2 separate regions of the Oryctolagus cuniculus genome follow, and region 2 is linked to region 1. The links are chromatin contacts, called in public Micro-C maps. All regions are on one chromosome and are shown on one strand. Each heading gives the region's core, a stretch centred on a gene start, on an enhancer-like site or on the middle of the called end of the contact. The rest is flanking DNA. Distances are from core to core; before and after follow the strand shown. Region 1 overlaps DDX25 (DEAD-box helicase 25). Region 2 holds the start of CDON (cell adhesion associated, oncogene regulated).

Region 1 (2,897 bases), core at 262-2,761:
TTTAATTTTATTTTATTATTATTTATTTGAAAGAGTTACACAGAGAAAGAAGAGGTAGAGGGGGTGGGAGGTCTTCCATCCGCTGGTTCACTCCCCAATTGGCCACAACGGCCTGAGCTGCCTGATCCGAGGCCAGGAGCTGGGTCTCCCACACAGGTGCAGGGGCCCAAGGACTTGGGCCATCTTCTACTGCCTTCCCAGGCCATAGCAGAGAGCTGGATTGGAAGTAGAGCAGCTGGGTCTTGAACCGCCGTCCATATGGGATGCCGGCACTTCAGGCCAGGGCGTTAACCCACTGCATCACAGCGCCAGCCCCTGTGGCTGTTTTAATTCTATCTTATTTTCGTTATAAAATATAATCGCGAGTTTATTCTTCAAGACTAATTTTAGATCCACTTTATCAATTTCCAAAACAAAATGTTCTTGAGTTTTATTTGACTGCATCCACTTGACAATAACTTGTTCATTCCATACACTACTTTGTGGAGAATTGATTTCTTTATAGCATTTAATACCATGCTAGGTCTTTCCTAATCTCTAAAAGGTCATGGTAAAGAGGACTGGGCCAAGAAGCTAAGGTCGCCAGGGGGATTGGCAGGAAGGGTTGAAGATGAAGAGTTCCAGTGGGGTGCCTGGGTGGAGGGAACCTCAACAGTAGGCTGAGGAATCCCCACGAACCAGAGACACAAATGCAGCCTGCAGAGTGAACGCAGGGGAGAGGCAGAGCAGTGTGTATGGCAAGGAGCAGGAGGCCTGGGTTCTAGCACCCACTCTGTGGCCATGGGCAAAGCCATTTCACCTGCCATGACTTCACCCCGCTGGGTGCCTTCCAGCTCTAAAATCCCTTTCATCTCTGACCCTGTGGCACTGTCACTGTGAGCTTCAGCCACTGAGAGGCCGAGGTGGATTGAAGCCAAGAGGACCATTTCTAGTGGATTTCGCTCCATGTTGGGCCCAGTACCCAGTTTGGTGCCTGACACCCCACAGATGTCCTGCAACTGAAGGCAAGTTCTCTCAAGGCCCATGCATTTGAGAGCGTTTTAATGGAAATACCGATCTCCTGGGAATCCTGATCACCGCCAGATTTCTGGTTCCCTGGGTCTGGGGTGGGTCTGCTGCCAGTGTCCACACCACACTGGGAGGAGCAAAGTTTCAGAACACAGGGCTAGGGGAGAATTCTTAGCTGAGAAAAAAAAGAGGGGGAGGTGAGGGGTGACGTAAGCTTGGTCACACTTATGCATTAAAGGTATGCACAGAGACAAACCTGGACACAGAACACCATTTAACGCGTTAGAGAGGCAGTACGATTGTGAGCAGCCCTCTTGCACGTGTTTTTTGCTATAATGTGCTTGCAAAGAAATTTCCTAGTGGAGGAAGGGAGAAGCAGTTCCTCCTCCAGCCTCATTGCCTCTTCCCTTACTCCTGGGTAAGGTTTCTCTGCCTGGAGAGGTTCAGAGTGTTTTCAGACAGCTTGCCGCAGGCACTCCAGCTTCGAAGCCTTTGAGGCCGTGACTGTGGCCCCCAGAAGGTGACATGTGACAAGCTGTCCCACCCCTGGTACAAATGCAGCCTTCAGATCTAGAAGAAAATCCCTAATTCCCCAGCCAGGGTTAACCCGCAGCCAGACCCAGTGATCAGCGACGCCTGCTGCGCCCACTGAGCACAGGAAGAAAAACCTCTGATGTAAAACTTTGCCTTTCTTACTGGAAGAATTTTTATGAGGCCAAAGCGCTGACAAGTTTGTCATTCCCAGAATCAGCTAACACCCCACCCCCCTCTCTCCTAGAATTTTAGTACTTTTCCCCTCCTCATTGGTAGAGAGGGAGGAAAACCCGTCTTGAAGAGGCAGGGGAAAAGTTGGATCCAAGGTGTTTGGCAGTGACTCAGAGTTCCAGGGAAGATTGATGTCTTGGCGTTCTGGCACTGCCCAGTGTTAGCTCACTTAAAACAACTGAATACATGAGTTCACTTTATCCTGTCCAAGTGGACCAGTGCGGCACCGTACCCAGCTGCAGCCCCTGGCGGCCCTGAGGCCATGCTCATGTCTCAGTCACTCATGCTGAGCTCAGCCATTTTTATGTGTGTCTGAGGTCATTGGAACCGCAGGGCAGGGGGCTCTCTTTGGCCTGTAGAATGAGTGGTGTGAGGGCAATGCCCCGTGGGTCTGGAGGGCTCAGCCGGAGCGTGGATTCAGAGGTTCCCTTAAAAGGCTGCTCTCTTTCCACTTTGTCCTAGTTGCCGGCCTTTGCACAGAAGTGAGACCAGAGCGGGGGGCTCTTCAGGGGAGCTCCCCACGCTGACCAACCCGAGAATATCTTTCTTGTCCGGTCCCTTTTGTCTTTTGCTGCTGCTCCATTACCATTCTGAGTGTAGGACCTATGACATGGCCTATTGTTCCCCAAAAAAGGAACATGAAACCTGTATGGGTTTTCTGGGCCAGGCCCTGGTCCACGCCTCCCACAAGGTACAGCAGTTTGATTACTAATCTAAGGCAGCGTGATTAGAAAAACAGCAGCTAACACAGAGGACAGCCAGGCAGCAGGAGGTACAAGAAATGGGGCCCAGAATCTGCACCTGCTCATCCAATAAATCAATGAGTGACCCTCCACTCACCCTGCACGAGGCCTGGTTACCTCTCCCAGAGTCCCCAGGCCTCAGCCAAAGGGTGATGTTTTCTGTCTTAAGGGGGAGTACTTGGGACTGTAAACCCCTCACCGTTTTGTAGTGTTTAAGGTGACAGAACACATCCCCTGGACAGTGAAGAGGCACTTCCTGCAGGAGCAAGAGGAGCTGATCCTCACAGGTGCTGGGAAAACGCAATGGAAACCTGATAGCATTCTATACGTGAGGAAGCCCAGAGGTGGCGGTGTGTGATAGCATTTTTTTTTTTTTTTTTT
Region 2 (3,177 bases), core at 333-2,832, 140 kb after region 1:
ACAGATTTTCCAAATACTATATCCGAGTTTTTGCATGAAAGTTAAACAATGTACACTAGTGTTTTTTTTTTAATAGAAATATAAATGTTTCTGCTCTACACAGTGCCAAACACACACCCAGGGCACGTCTTTACAAAATGAAACAGGTTTTCTCCATCCTTCTCATGTAACTTGAGGTATGTGGCAGTTTATTTCAACATGTGCATAACAGAAACTACAGCATTTGGTGCCTCTCCGGGTGCCTATGAATGCTTTTTTTAGTTAAGCGCCAATTTTAAATTTCCAGAAATTTTTGGAAGGTTTTCCTTTCATCTTATCCTAATAGTTGAACGACCCTCACTTTCAGCTAAAACTGAGACTCCCAAGAAAAAGGCTATAAAATGTAATCAGATGTCTAGAATGATTACTAAGAACAAACGCGCCTCCCTCTCCAGCCGGGTCCCACCTGCTCGCGGACACTGGTCATCAGCTACGCCAAATGTCAGATGGGATCAGGGAAGCCAGGAACCAGAATTCTCTGCCTTTTCATCCTGACTGGCACTGGCCTGAGAACAAAGTCTCATTTTACCTCTTAGTCCGACCCCCTGTTTGCCAAGGTGTCTGATTTGAGACACAAAGGCTGGCTTTCTGGTCCCGAGGTTCCCTAAACTCCAGATCCCAACGGGAAAGCAGCCTGCCCTCAAAGCACCTGCCACCCTCTGCGGTGGCCAGCAGGAAAGGCAAGCATTCCACCTGATGTGGTGGTGAGCCGGGGAACAATGAAGGGAAGGGCACGGGAGTCTACCCTCCTCGGTGATTTATTACTGAAATTCTTAGATGCACAGAGAATGCAACAAAGGTCTGCAGCTTGCAGACTGCAATAAATAGCGCGCCGTAATGTATTTAGCAAATGATAAAGCCATCCACAGAAAGCTTTACAGAGGAGAAGGAAAAATACACTCCCTGGGGCTGGGAAGTCTCAGAGTCTGTGAGGGCAGAGAAAGATACATTGTGCAGGAAATTTCCCTTGCTTCTCCCCACACATAAATCACTGTCTCCCGCGGGCGCTCTGCGGGATGGAGGTTGGGAGCGCCGAGGAGCCCCGCTCCCTTGGGAAAACGCGCCGGCGCCCCGCGCCACGCCGCGGCTCACCTGCCCCAGCGGATCCCTCTCTGAGGCTGCACCGCGCCCCTGACACCTCACCCCGCCGCCTCCCGCGAGGTGGCTCCCAGTCTCCAGCACGCAGCCAGGGACCCCCACGCGCGGCGGGGCTCGCCGGCCTGCCCGCGCCGCGGAGCCCCCAAGCCCCATCTCCCCCGACCACCCCTCCCTCCGACCCTGCTGCGGGACCCACTCCCCCGCACCTCTCCGCGGGGCAGACTAAGCCCCCAGACCTCCTGCGCGGCAGCCGGCTCCGAAAGCCACCCCCAGGTCATCCCCCAGCGCGCTGGCGGCGGCTACGATCCGACCGGGCCCCTCCATGCACCGGGCAGGGCAGCAGGAGGGCGCGGCGCCTCACACGCCGGGGCGGGGGCGCTGGGGCGGGCGCCGGGTCCCCAATCTCCACACGCCGAGCCGCGCGAGCCGGGCGCCCGGGCTCAGGGGAGGGGAGCTAGGGGCGGAGTCGCCGGGGCGCGCCCCCGAGCCGCGCTCCTCCCCGCCAAGGCGCGCGGGCGCGGGGCCGGCGAGGAGCACGCGAGCAGCGGGAGGAGGGAACCGGGCAGAGGTAGGGGCAGAGGCGGAGGCGGGCCGTGGAGGCCGCCGCTCCCCGCCGGCCCGCGCCCCGCCGGAGGGTGCGCGCGCAGCCTGCCAGATCAGCGGCGGGGGATGGGCCGTACCAATCAGTCTGGTGGGGGTGGGCGTGCCGCGCAGCACCAGTTCCCCTCTACCCACCCGCCTACTCCACCAGCAGTCCGCCCAGGGGAGCAAAGAAGGGGCTGGCCTTTGGTGCCGGTCAGTTGAAGACGAGTTGCTTGAGCAGGGTACGGGGATTCACATAACGCGTGCACTCGCTAATCCCCCCCCTCACCTTTGCTTCCCCGCGACAGGCGGCATTTCTGGCTGGTACACAAATGGTCCGCAGGTTGCCCCGAGGCCCCGCCCAGGCCCCGCCCTATCGCCCTCTGCCCCGCCCCCGGATCCTTGGCGCAGCTAACTTGTGCGTCCCTGCTCTGCGCTCTTACCTGGTGTCTGTCAGACCTGTGGCTCAGGCTCGTCGTTCCTAAACCTTTTCACCCATTCCACGTTTGCTTTCTTAAACGGATTCGTCTAAGTCCTGAACCCACATGCAAGGGAGCAGGCAGCAAACTCTCAGAGACCGGGAGAGGGTCAGTGTGCCCTGATGAAATCAGCGTGGCCTTTGGCCCACAATCTTCCCAAGGAGTCTGTTGGACCTGCCCCGAGGTCACTGGATTTCTCTGAACTTCAGTTGTCCAAGTAGAAAAAGGAAAAAATAATTTCTATTATACGGTTGCCGTGGAGAATGTATATGACGCTTGGTGAAAAACACCTGCCACTCAGAGGGGATTTGAGGATCGTAACTTCTGTATAATAATAATAATTATTATTATTATTACTAGTTCATTATTTTACCACTGTGATAATTACAATTTGTTTAACTGCAATAGAAACTCTAATAATACTTGAAGCTCAAAAACACAGTTCTGAACTTGAGAAATATCCCAGCTGCTCACTCCTGCCTTCTTGCTTCGATTTTAAAGAGCAATGCTTTGGAAGTGTGATATTGTTCCTACAGTTTAACTTTCTCCTTTAGATAGGTCAGGGTCTTTGTGAAAGCCCCTAGAAAGTAAATCGGTGTTTTGTTTTGTTTTGTACTTATTTGGACCATGAACCTATGTGTTATTAAGGTATAATAAATAATTTTTCTTTCAGCAAATAAGACCTCTTAAAAATACAGGAGTTTTAACTGAAATGGGAATTTTGTATGAATGGAATGAAAATGTGGATTTCAGGGCTGGCAATGTGGCGCAGGGGGATAAAGCCTGATCCTGCAGCGCACTGACTTCCCATATAGGTGCTGGTCTGAGTCCTGGCTGCTCCTCTTCCAATCCAGCTCTCTGCTATGGCCTGGGAAAGCAGTAGAAGATGGCCCAAGTGCTTGGGCCCCTTCACCCACATGGGAGACCTGGAAGAAGCTCCTGGCTCCTGGCTTTGGATCAGCTCAGCTCCAGCTGTTGC

What was found. A called contact is a pair of places that touch in the nucleus more often than the background predicts.
Region 2: a Micro-C map of ear pinna shows a contact between it and region 1, with 3 times the contacts expected there. The contact joins the promoter of CDON here to the enhancer-like site in region 1. A contact is called at or near these places in 2 of 6 Hi-C or Micro-C datasets (ear pinna and an unstated tissue).

What each region holds. Positions count from the first base shown.
Region 1 is chr1:119,316,195-119,319,091 of mOryCun1.1, forward strand. It overlaps DDX25 (DEAD-box helicase 25), which reads left to right. Exons shown (of 12, transcript XM_002708616.5): 12 at 1-2,897. Among named protein-coding and RNA genes, the nearest start is that of VSIG10L2, 14 kb to the right of the region's middle. Within about 2 kb of position 1,512, at least 1 of the 8 cell types and tissues checked has an H3K27ac peak or open chromatin away from gene starts, as enhancers often do. A contact at or near this core is called in ear pinna, where this site is marked.
Region 2 is chr1:119,452,336-119,455,512 of mOryCun1.1, forward strand. CDON (cell adhesion associated, oncogene regulated) reads right to left here and starts at 1,583. Exons shown (of 22, transcript XR_011378521.1): 1 at 1,344-1,583.